Linked DNA regions of Mus musculus: region 2 is linked to region 1. A link is a contact called in public Hi-C data. All regions are on one chromosome and are shown on one strand. Each heading gives the region's core, a stretch centred on a gene start, on an enhancer-like site or on the middle of the called end of the contact. The rest is flanking DNA. Distances are from core to core; before and after follow the strand shown.

Evidence for each region. Hi-C and Micro-C count contacts between places; a contact is called where the count stands out from the background.
Region 2: a contact with region 1 is called in a Hi-C map of cerebral cortex, with 1.7 times the contacts expected there. The contact joins the promoter of Shc3 here to the enhancer-like site in region 1. A contact is called at or near these places in 2 of 484 Hi-C or Micro-C datasets (the HPC-7 cell line and cerebral cortex), 3 of 115 datasets of contacts at active chromatin or transcription factors (astrocytes and embryonic stem cells) and 3 of 9 other capture datasets (adipose tissue, liver and pancreatic islet).

The regions. Positions count from the first base shown.
Region 1 is chr13:51,523,250-51,529,623 of GRCm38.p6, reverse strand. The region is part of intron 1 of Shc3 (src homology 2 domain-containing transforming protein C3); the gene reads left to right. Among named protein-coding and RNA genes, the nearest start is that of Shc3, 43 kb to the left of the region's middle. Within about 2 kb of position 2,998, at least 51 of the 459 cell types and tissues checked have an H3K27ac peak or open chromatin away from gene starts, as enhancers often do. A contact at or near this core is called in astrocytes and cerebral cortex, where this site is marked.
Region 2 is chr13:51,566,199-51,572,572 of GRCm38.p6, reverse strand. It overlaps Shc3 (src homology 2 domain-containing transforming protein C3), which reads left to right and starts at 3,122. Exons shown (of 12, transcript NM_009167.5): 1 at 3,122-5,602. The coding sequence starts at 5,129.

The DNA.
Region 1 (6,374 bases), core at 1,749-4,248:
CCAGGAAACTTGTAGGGTCATTTATGATTTCTGCCATGTCATTTGTAAGTAATGATACTTTGATTTCTTCCTTTCCTATCAGAATACCTTTGATCTCTTTCAGTTGTCTTATTGCTTAAGCTAAGACTTCTAGTATTATATTGGGTAGGTGTGGAGAGAGTGAGCAACCCTGTATTGTTCTAGCTAAGACCTCTAAATTGAGTAGTAATGGAGAGATTGGACAACCTTATCTTGTTTCCGATTGTAGTGGAATTGCTTTGAGTTTCTCTCCATTAATATTGGCAATAGGCTTCCTGTAAACTGCCTTTATTTTGCTTAGGTATGTCCCTTGTATCCCTAATATCTCCAGGATTTTGATCCTGTATTTTTTTTCTTTCAGTTTGTTTATATGGTGGATTATATTTATTGATTATTGTATAGTAAGCATCTCTAGGCTGAAGCCTACCTGGTTATGGTGGATGATGTTATAAATGTGTTTTTAGATACAGTTTGCAAGAACTTTAGCATCTATGATCATAAGGAAAATTGGTCTGGAAATCTCTTTCTTTGTTCAGTCTGTATATGGTTTTGGTACCAGGGAACTGTGGCCTCATAAAATTAATTGAGCAGTGTTCCTTTTCTTCCTGTTTTGTAGACTAATCTTACCCTCATGTGTGCTGTGGAGAATCCCCCCATGGTCCAGGTCCTTCCTCCATGCTGTGTAGCTAAGTTGTACTTTGGGAATTGTGCCCCACCTCTAGGGATGGCCTTGGTTTTGCTGAGTCACTGTAATCCCATCTGTCTTCATGAACAAATGGTTGGCTGAGGAGCCAGGATAAGGCTTTTCAGTGGAGACATTCTCAGCGGCTTCCTCCTTGGGTCTTCTTGGTGCTCTCCAATGCACTCACTCTTGTATTAATTTTCTGCTTTCCTGGTGGTGCCTGTTTCTCTTTCCCAGCCCTGTTCTGATTGGATCACTGAACCATTTCCTCAGCCCATACAACTTCCAGGGTAGCCTCTGACCAGATTGTCAACATCAGCCCTCCTTCCTCCTGGCCAAGGAGTCCAGTCTAGGGAGTGAGGCCCAGGGACTGTGAAGCCAGTCCTCTGAAGGATTCTGAGGCATGCTCAGGTCTGAGAGCTCCAGTGCTAGGTATCAGTTGATTGCCTTTACTCTGTATGCATTATTGTGACAGTATGTGTCATGCACGCACACACTTGGGTGCAAAAATGTATGGGAAGACACACACACACAGACACACAGACACACACATACATACACACACACACACACACACATACATACATACACAAACAGAGAGAGAGAGAGAGAGAGAGAGAAAGAGAGAGATCACCACGAAGTCACAGTCTCTCTTAATCTTGTGCCTTAGGAGCCCTTCTCAGTGTTGAGTACAGTTCCAGGTGGGCGCCTGTCATTGAAGACCTTTCCTGAGCATGTTCGCACACACGCTGTTAACTCTAACTTGTTATGTAGTCTTCAGGTTTGTATAATTCTGAGGTATGCTTTACCTTTCTTTAAATAAGATGACTTGCGACCAGAGAGTGTCATTCCTGAGATCTTGTGGTTCACATCTTGAAGGTCAAACACAAGGGCTCAAGAGACCATGCTGACACCTCCGGGTGTTTGCCTGATGATTTAAGAGTGTTTCTCATAAGTTTGTACACTGGGAGATTCATTTTCAGTGTGGCAACGAAAGGAGGTGAGACCTTTACAAGGAAGCCTCAGGTCTGAGGAGATGGTTCAGTGGTTAGAGCACTTACCATACAAACAAGACCTGAGTCTAGATCCCCAGAACCTGCATAAACGCTGGGTGAGCATGGCAGCTCACTCGTAATTCCAGCCATAGGAGGTAGAGCCAGATGATTTCTTACTGTCTTCACCCCCCAAGCAGGCTGGCTAGTAAGACCATTCTCATAGGCAAGCTCTGGGTCCGATTTCAAGACCTTGTCTCAAAAGAATAAAGTGGAGTGAAACAGAGGAAGATTCCGGACATCAGTTTCCAGCTCCATACTTCTATGCACACACATACATGTGCATGCCCACACAAGTCCTCATATACATGTGAACATACATATAAGTATATATGCATACCACACACATATATGAAAAGAAGAAAGGCAGGGAAGTGGGCCCCAATGGGAGGTCCTTAGTGGGTGTGCTTTGAGAACAGGCTGAGGAGTCCCGGGCTCTCTGGCTTCCTGTTCTCAAAATTGAGCTCTTTTTCCTACCTGTTCTCCCAGCAGTACCATGTGCCATGAGGTGACATAGGCAGGTAGGACCATCAATCACCAGCGGCTGCACCATGCAGCTCGGATTTCTAGCCTCTCTCTGTCTGTCCATTTTTCTTCTTCCCTCCCTCTGTTTACCCCTCTTTCTCTGTCTCTTATTTCCTCTTTGTGCTTCTGTCTTTGTCTCTCTCTTAAGTTAGCCCACCTGAGGTATTTTGTTATCACAATGAACAACTGGCCAAAACCACCTCAGGGACAATGTAGGATTAGGCTGGGGCTGGACATGCAGAGCTACCCCACTGTCTGAGGAGGGGGAACATTATAATTTGAGTGACGTACTGTGGTTTACGGAGTGGGTTGTCATAGTAATTCAGAAGAGACTGTCGTGCCTTGGCCCTCTGGAAGTTCCAAGCAACAGGGAGAGTGGAATCAGTTTTAACCTTGAGATATCAGTTTTGAACATGGAAGCACCTTTGAACTTCTAGGTCTCCTGGAACTCATGAATACAAAAACCTTCCTCTTGTCCATAGACCCTGGTCCTTTTGTCCCTAATTCTCAGTCCCCTTAGGAGCTTCTGTAATTCATATCCTTGGGGGTCTTGAGGTGGCAGGACAGACCTGCTGTGGTAACCTTGCCCTGAAGCTGCTCACAGTGACAGTTGACCTCTGTGGCAGCACGTGCCTACCCGGGCCAGGCAAGAGTCCTCCGAGTCTGCAGACAGCGCCACAGTGAGTCATCTTTCCCAGCACTGGCTTGGCTTCCTGCCTCTTCTTTTGCTGGTGCAGTCAGCTCAGACTCAGAGCTGCTGATTCGGGGTCTACAGCAGGACTCTCACAAGAGAGTGTCTCGAGGTCTTGGCTGTTAACAGTCTCTCCCGAGTGGCCCTTCTTCTTTATTTTCCTCTTGCTCTGGATGAATTGAGGCTTTCTTTTCCAGTCTCTGCAGATCACAGCTCTTTCCCGATGGCCCCTATTTGATTTTTACCTCCACGCCCTCCTTATTACTTTGTTCCTTTCTAGCAAGCTAGCTCAGTGTATTTTGTCAACCTGCTTTCTGTGGCAGGAGCTGTGCCCACCTCTTTGTGTTCTTGCTTTTTAGCAGGTCTTAGTCAGAAAGCCAATCTCATCCGGTGCCCTTGAGTTGTTATTTTTAATAGTGGTGCTGTTTTTCCCCCCGGATTCCATCTATTTCCCAGCAAAAGCTCTCAGCAGTTAGATTGGGGTTGGAACTATGTGTGGGTTTGTGGAATGGGGGTGTGCTGCCCATAGAGCGGGAAGAGGGAGTCAGATACCCCGCCCTGTAGCTGGAGTTACCACTTGTGAGCCACTTGACCTGGGTGCTGGCCACTGAACTCAGGCCCTCTGCAAGAGCAGTGTGTGTGCCTAAACACAGAGCTCTCTCTCTCCAGGCCCTTGTTTGATTTTTTAAAAAAGATTTTATTTTTATCTTAAATTATGTGTTTGGGTGCATGCATTGGTGTGTGTGTGTGTATCTGTCTGTCTGTCTGTCTGTCTGTCTGAGGGTAGATTTGTGGACATGAGTGAAGGTGCCCTTAAGCCAGAGATGAAGACTGTACTGGCTGATTTTGTGTCAACTTGACACAAGCTGGAGTTATCACAGAGAAAGGAGCCTCCCTTGAGGAAATGCCTCTGTGAGATCCAGCTGTAAGGCATTTTCTCAGTTAGTGATCAAGATGGGAGGGTCCATTGTGGGTGGTGCCATCCCTGGGCTGGTAGTCCTGGGTTCTATAAAAAAGCAAGCTGAGCAAGCCAGGGGAAGCAAGCCAGTAAGCAGCATCCCTCCATGGCCTCTGCATCAGCTTCTGCTTCCTGACCTGCTTGAGTTCCAGTCCTGATTTCTTTCAGTGATGAACAGCAATGTGGAAATGTAAGCTGAATAAACCCTTTCCTCCCCAACTTGCTTCTTGGTCATGATGTTTGTGCAGGAATAGAAACCCTGACTAAGACAAGGACATTGCATCTCCTGGAACTGGAGTTACAAGCAACTGTGAGCTTCTGGACAAACTGACATGCAAACTCAGGTCCCCTGGACAAGCAGTACTTGCTCTTAACTATTGAGCCAACATCTCTCCAGTTCTCAATTAAACTGAAACTCAGAGACGATCACTGTGACAGACACCCTAGGGAACTAGAGCTGAAACGACCCTATGCATGATTTAAACTTCTATAGCCAGGCCATGACAAAGAAAAGAAATCTTGGAAGTTAAGATGGGGCTCCAGGTAGACAGGTGTCAGGCAGGAATAGAAGCTTGAATCTTCTGGGCTCTGGAGAGCTTGCAGGAGGCTTGAATCTTGTAAAAATTCCCTTGTGTACTGGGAAGGTAGTGTAATCAGTACAAGTAATGCATTTGCCTTGTAAGCACCAGGACCTGACCTGTACCCCAGAACCCACATAAAAAAGCAAGGCACTGTGAAATGCTGTGACAGGAGGATTCCTGACACACGCTGACTCGTCAGATTAGCCTGCTTGGCGAACTCCAGGTCAGTAAGAGACCTTGTCTCAGGAAAACCAAGGTGGGACAGTGTTCTGAGGGAATGAGCTGCAAATTTTCCTGTGGCTGTCGTGTGGATGTTAGGGACACACACACACACACACACACACACACACACACACACACACACACACACACACGCATGCAAGGGCCTATGTGTTGCTGAGGGTGTTGGCATTGGAAAGCAACACCTCTACAATTTAGCATTGACAGTTTGCAGCAACTTGTATGAAATCCTGGCTTGTCAAGGGTTGTACTGCAGGTTGAAAGCTTCTAGGCACTCCTGTGAGGGAATATCTTGATTAGGAGGCAAGACCCACTGGAAAGGTGGGCAGAAGCGCCCTTCTGTTCTAGGGTCCTGGATTACCTAGAAACAGGAACAGAAGCTGAGCACGGGGGCTGCCCATCTCTGCTCCCGACTGTGGACACAGTATGACCAGGCAACTGCTGCCGTGTCCTCTCCACTGTGATGGACTGTATCCTGCATCTATGAGCAAAATAAACCCTTCTTCCTTAAGTTGCTTCTGTGAGGACATTTTATCAGAGCAATGAGACCAGCAGCTGATACAGTCCATTTCCTTTACTGTCCCATGGGACAGCTTTCTTGGCATTACTGGTTGGCTCTCAGAGGCTGCGGTGGTAAACCCTACCGAGAAGATGAGACGTATTCCATTTCTCTGCATCCCTTTCTTGCAGATATAGAAACGTGCTTATAATTGAGAACATGAATGATATAAAACCTTTTACAGGTAATTATTACAGGATATTATCAGTAACTACAACTTCGTGATTGCTTCAGTATTTTCAATTCTTCCATGGGTGAAGAGACTGAAGTCCCTCTCTTTAGCTCAGACTGGCCTGGGGGACTCACTGTGTAGCATAGTTTGGGTTCAAAACCAAAATCTTCCTGTCTCAGCTTCCTGAGTACTGGGATTATACATACACACCTCCTTACCCTCCTTTTGATGTGTGTTTTGGAGACTAGACTCAGATTCTTGTGTTTTCATGGGCAGTACATTACTAACTGACTCGTCTTCCTTTCCCTAGCTATATTTGCCACCATCTAGAAATAAGCAAGTCTGGAACAGCCTCCATAAAACGCAGCAATACCATAAACACGCCATTCTGCTCTATCTGCTCCCTACCGTTCACACTAATGATGACCAAAACTCATATTGGAAATTGTACATAATCATCAAGGCGCATGCTACTCCTGCATCTCTGTTGGCTGTCTCTCGTCTTGCGGCAGCCCACGTCGCCTTCTCCATTGTCACCATTAAGTTTTCTGGCCTCTTCCTTGCAGCAAGCATCTGTGGGTGGTTAACTTGGAGTCTTCCCCTTCCCCTCCCACTTGAGTGGTTTTCAGGAGTGGAAATCAGATTCCGGTTTGGTTGCTCCTCATCTCCAGACTAATGTTGCTGCTACTGCGTGTGGTCTTCTCGTGTTTGGTGTCGGAAGAGCTCCAGTGCTGTGCCAGGCTTTATCCCTTTATAAGCAACTGAGCTCTTCCCTCCCACTCATGTAATACCTTTTCAGGAGAAAATTATGATTTGATCCATGGAAACTGTACGTGGTGGTGGGGGGGCGGCGCTGTGAGATGCTCACAGTGTTCTAGTCCAGATAAGTGTCTTCA
Region 2 (6,374 bases), core at 1,873-4,372, 43 kb before region 1:
TTGCTTCCATTCTGGTCTCCTCTTTTACACTGTAAGACACAATAGCTTCACCTCCGTTATACTCTATTACATCTTAATATTTGTGTTTATGCTTTTGGCATGCATATGTGTTTGTGTGTGTTTTCATGTGTGTGCGTGCGTGTGACTGCAGGAAGATGTCTTTATCACTCTCTCCCTTTCTTATTTTTGTTTTATGGATACTGATGTTTCGACGGCATGTGTGAGCCCTAGTGCGGAAGGATCCAGAAGAGGGCATCAACTTCCCTGGAGTCAGAATCCCAGACAGTTGTGAGCCACCATGTGGGTGCTGGTAATCTAACTGTGGTCCCCCGGGAAAGCAGCCAGTGCTCTCAATCCCTGAGCTCCACCTTAATTTTTGAGACAGCATCTGTCATGAAAGCAGAGCTCATTGTTTGGATAGGACTGACTATGGAGCTTCTGGGATCTTTGTTCTCAGCATGAGGACTTCAGGTACACACTACCGCGCCTGGCTTTTTCTGTGGGTTCTGGGTGTATTGTCAGCCATCTCACTGACTGGCCATCTCCCTAGCCTCTCTTTGTAATATAGCCCATCTTCTATCTTCTAGAAAGTCTGAACCTTTTTGTCTCTCAGTCCACTGGCAACATTGTCGTTAATGATGAATGAGCACTGCCCGAAGGGAGAAGCCCCACTGGACACTGTACACCACACCTACCTCTCTGAGGCAGGGTTGTGTGTGGCCATGAAGATAGAAGATGTGGTCACTGCACATTGTGTAGCCCCAGTGACCCTTGGCTTCCTTTATGCAAAACAGGATGTAAGCTGGACTTGCAGTAGGTGTGCCTGGTTGGTGAGGGCAGTTCCTCAGATGGCTCGGGATTTATGCTTATCCTACAATTTCTGGCTGTTTTGTTTGTTTTCGAGATGAAATCTCACCATGTAACCCAGACTGTCCCACTAGAGCCCTCAAATGTCCTGCTTCAACTGCCCAAATGCTGGGATCAGAAGCATGTACCACCTACCCCATATCTGACCACCCTTTTTATATCTCATCTAGACAATTTGGAATTCCCGGGTTTCAACCTCTGCACTTGATGCCTCTACACAGAAGGCTCCTAACCCTAAGCTGGCCACTCCCATGCACTTATTCCCTTCCTCACCTGATTAGACTCTCCACTCTGATGAACAGGACTTGACTCAGGTGAATCCTCCAGGTAGGAAATGTGGACTTTGCCTTGCACTCCTCTCAGTGGAAGATGCCTGGCTACAGGTGGTCAGGGGTGAGCAGTTCTCAATGTCAGCTGCCCAGGCAAGGCACTTTCTTGGCATTGTTATAGGATTTCCATCCATATCTCTGGTTAATAACACAGTCCAATAAACTAAGTGAGTTATGAATAAAGATAATTTACCTCTGCTCCTTAGTCTGGTACAGCTGAGAGACCAAATTCTTGGGATTCTTGCTAGCAGAGTCTGAGGTGGCTCAGGGCTTAAGACGGTGAGAGACTGGGAACACGTATGCCTGTGTGCACACACGAGTGTGTGTGTTCAGACTCTCTACTTCTATGTGGTTATATGTGTGCAGGTGCATCCTTGTGTGTGCTTGTGTGGAAGTGTGCCATACCTGCATGTGGAGGACAGAGTATGGCCTCCACTCTCATTTCTTGGATGACAGCCATGTTTTCTTTAAAAATAGCTTTTCATTAGATGCATGTTAGAGCACATGTGTAGGGGGTCAGAGGACAACATCATCTCCACTGTGTGGCTCCTGGGGACTAAATTCCAATCATCAAGGTTGATAGCAATCTTGCTGACCCCATCTTGTTTGTTTGAAATAAGGTCTCTTCTTGGCTTAAAACTTGCTGAGGGGTTGGGCTGGCTGGCTGTGTAACACTGGGTCGTCAGCCCATTTATTTGTTTGTCTGTTAGTATTTTTGGTTTTGTTTTTTTAAATGTTGAGTTTTTGAGGATTGAATTCAGGTCCTCTTGCTTGCAAGATAAAGCATTTTACAGACTGGGCTATTGCTCCTCTACTCTGATGACCTAATCCCAGTCCTGTCCCAGAAGCCCCTCCCCTAAATGACACAGACTAAGCTTTCACCTTTTGAAAGAAAGGTGGCCAGGATTAGACTTCAACATAAGCATCCAGTGAACACGTGATAGTCACAGCATAGCGCAGACTTTGAACATGGCATCTAGAATTATCTATCCTCGTTCTCACTGGTGCCAGTTTGTTTCGAGTTGACAGCCCAGAGCTTGGGCTTTGGGGGATCATGCCTAAAATAAGCGACAGCCAGGCTCCCTAGGGCGAACAAAGGGCTCTCCTGGGACAGGCACGTGAGCAGAGTTCCCCTGCAGGGGCTGTGGAATTCCATCTGACGCATTTGGGCTCTTTAATTTATTTTCTTTTTTCCTGTACACCAAAATATTCGTATCACTTTCCAGCTAACAGCAGCTCTAGCTGTACTATATGATATTCTTGGTATATTAACGTCTAACACCAACGAGTCTAATTGTTGTATGTAAATTTACACCGCCATTCATATTTTCTCAGTCGGCTCCCTCCGTTGGCCTCATAATAGAATCCAAAGTCTCCTTGTTGGCTAAAGGGTTAAATGATGTAGCTTTGGGATCCCCTCCGCTGCTCTGGAGACTTAGCTTGCATAGGTCTTCTTTATTCCTTTATTAGGAAAGACTTCATGGGGAAGAGGCTAGCCTTTGACTGGGTCTTCTGTGTGCATTCATAATAAAAGCTGGTACATTCATGGCTGCTCTGTGAGGTAGAAGAACCAGTGAATGAAAGTTTGGGTACAGCTCACCTCCCAGAGAGTGGTCCTGCTTCACCCGGAACTGACCCGATAGTCTCCAACACCCTTATAAAACTAATTTTCCCCATCTCTCTATACCGGCTTGTTTCTTCCTCCCAGAATTTTTGTAATCAATCTGGGTGGTGTTATTTTTTTTTTTTTCTTTCTCTTTTTTTTTCCCACACTGCTGTTGGATAAAAGATCCCGCCCTTGATTGAAATGGAATCTTCCACTATTGAGCGAGCCTTTGTTGAATGAGTCATCGGCTCAGCCTCTCATTGGCTGAAGCCGCCTGAGCCCAGGGGATTGCCTGGCACCGGCTGCAAGGACCCGCTCCATTCACAGAAACGCTGGCTCGCTCGCCGGCCCTTTCATTCACACAAACAGCATCTCATTCACATTCGGTCTGTTTTTTTTTTTTTTCCTTTTTCTTTTTTTCTTTTTGTCTGCTTCTAATGAAGAAGACCACGGTTTGGGAATGGTGGGGCTGACTTGCTTCAGATTGGAGGGGGACTCCAATCACCATCGAAATCGTCCGTGGGGTGCGCATCTGCTGTTGCTATGCGAGCTAGAGGAAGGGAGAAAAGAGAGTGCGGGGTGGCTGTTCAGCTAGGGCTGCCGCGCGGTTGGAGAGCGGTGGGGACGTGTTTGCTGCGCCAGGGCGGGCCTGGCGGCTCTGCGCTTTTTCGTCCTCTGGAACCGGCCTCACTTGCACGGCCGCCACGGGTGGCTCTCCCTAAACTCCCTTCCTGGGGCTCCCAGAAAGCCTGGGAACCGCACTGCCTCCCGAGATCAGCCCTGGGCGTGAGAAGACTCAGGGTGACCTGCTAGTGTGCTAGAAGGCAAATGCATTCGCTTGCACAGAAGTTACCAGGAAACTTTGACAGCGATTGACTTCTCGGTGGTGCAGGTTATCTGTCTTAACACATGAGGCCACCTGGTAGAGGCCACCGAGGAAGGGCTCAGTGGGTCTCAGAATCTTGGTCAGACCCTCGGGGAGGCTGTCGATGTCCTATTCTCCCAAGCGTCAGGAAGAAGGCCTGTGCGTGTCACTGCAAGCCTGGGCCCGACTCGCAAGGAAGAGGCCATTCTTGCTGTGGATTTGATGGACAGTTAGAGCAGCCGCATTTTTTTTCCTGCCTGACTGCAGGGCTGCAAGCAGCAACTGAAGGGACATTGAAACGGATTGGTAATGCTACTAAGGCATGCTTCCAGGGCTGAAACACATTCACTTGGAATAAAACTCAAAACGCGGCCCTCTTTCTCTCTCTCTCTCTTTTTTTGGCATGGATTTCTGGAGCCTGTTGCCGCTCAGCAGAGATGCAGGTTTTTTTTTGAAGTAGATTTTTCAACTGAACCCTAGCTGAGTACGGCTGCTGACTGCTGTAAATTATTAGGGAAGACCCCCTCTGAGCTGTACTGAGAAGAAATTTCTGTGCTGATTTTTTTTTTTTTTCGTGAATTGGTACAGGAATTGCACCGCCACAGATACATGGCTGCTCTGCTGATCTGAACAAGAAAAGCAAACCACAGGAAACTGACAGGTTTTTTTCTTTCTTTCTTAAATATTCATCTGCTGGTGAAGGGTCCCCCCTCTTTTTTTTTTTCCTACTTAAAATTCTTGCTACTTTCCAAAATCAGGATTCATCAGGATTCGCCTTGAAGACTTCTTTAAAAGCCTTCGTCACATTTGAACGCATCCCTGTCAGACACTTCTGGGCTTCATCCACATGAGCTGAGCAAGGGAAGAGCAAGCCATTGCACGGAATAATGGGTTGCGGAAAGTTCAAGAGATCATTTGACGGGACTGGATTTACCTTTGGCACAGATGCGGGATGGGGAGGGGGTAGGTGAAAAGGCAAAGACTGGAAGGAAATATCTGCGAAGGTAGAAAAAGGAAATTTGAGAACTGATTGGCTGTAGTTGCTGTCAGCGGGTGGATGTCGTTTTCTTCTCTCTCTTTTTGCTACAGGAAGTGATTTGCGGAGCTCACCGAGCCTTTGTTGAGAAGGGTCTCCTCAGAGTGAGTCACGCTTTTGCTGGGAGCAGCCCCGTGCAGCTGGCCGCTCGCTCCATCAGCCGCAACTATGACTTTTGCAAGGCAAGCGTTCCACCCCAACCCTCGGTCTCCAGGGCCCGCGCTGCGTGGCTGCTGCTCTGCTGCCTTGTAACGGTGAAAAGGGCTCGGTCGTCGGCCTCGGCTGTCCCTCTCCGGAAAGGCTGTCCTGGGACTCGGGCTCCTCGTCCCGCTCGGGGGACCGCGGCTCGTGTGCTATGCGCGGCAGTCCGCGCCAGGGCCGGCAGCAGCAGCGCCCGGGTGGATGCGGCGAGCCCACGGAGGGGCATGCTTCCACGCACCAAGTACAACCGCTTCAGGAATGACTCGGTGACATCGGTCGATGACCTTCTCCACAGCCTGTCGGTGAGCGGCAGCGGCGGCAAGGTCTCGGCGGAGCCCGCGGCGAGCCCCTACCTGGTGTCGGGCGAGGCGCTGCGCAAGGCGCCGGACGATGGGCCCGGCAGCCTGGGCCACCTGCTCCACAAGGTGTCCCACTTGAAACTCTCCAGCTCCGGCCTGCGTGGCCTGTCGTCGGCCGCCCGGGAGCGGGCAGGAGCGCGGCTCTCGGGCAGCTGCAGCGCGCCCAGCCTGGCGGCCCCGGACGGCGGCAGCGCGACCCCCGGGTCCCGCGCCCCGGCCGCCAGCATGAGTGCCACCAGGAAGAGCCGGGCCGGCGACGAGCCACTGCCCAGGCCCCCTCGGGGCGCGCCGCACACCAGCGATCAGGTGCTGGGGCCGGGAGTCACCTATGTGGTCAAGGTGGGTAACCCGAGCACACTGCTGGGTGGGGGTCTCGGAGACAGGGTGCGGTGGGGAGGAGGAAGTCAGGGCTGGGGACAGATGTCATTCTCTGAAGCCCCAGGGTTCAGGGACAAGCCCCAGGGAACACAGACGACAGTTGGATGTGAGGAAATAAGCCCTCCTTAGCCATTCTCTTGCTCGACAGGGCAAGGAGAGAATTAGAAATGCTCTGTGTGGGGGGGAAAGGGTGAACTGTCTGGTCACCTCGCATGGAGCCTGCTTTCCCCAAGGCACCGTTGTTGAAGCATGCTTTGGTCACCTGGCTTCATCAGATGTCCCTCTCTCCCTAGAAATCCATCCCTGAGATCATGGTCTGGCCTACTTGAGGTACACTTGTCAAGCCTGGCAGCCAGCCTTCTCCCCGATGAGCGATGTCACAACTTCTGTGTCCTCCCCTGGCGGCGGGGTGGGCCATAGTTACCCCCCAGAGCAAGAGCAACCAGCTTCTAGAGGGCAGGGCAGGAGACACTGCCTTGCTTCCTATAAAAGATGGGTTCTTAGCGTCTTACCCAGAAAGATTTTCTTTGGCTCTGAACTGTTTTGGTTTACAGCCATGGGGAGCATTTGAGACTATTTTTCAGGATGATAAAAGTCTTACCTTTTCATGGACTAAAGAGGGAATGAGGTTGTGGCTCTTGGACCCACCTGAGGGAAAGGAGCTTTTCTTGTAACACAAAAAATGATAATAATTTTAAAGATCCCAACGTAATTGATAGAATCCCCGCAGCTC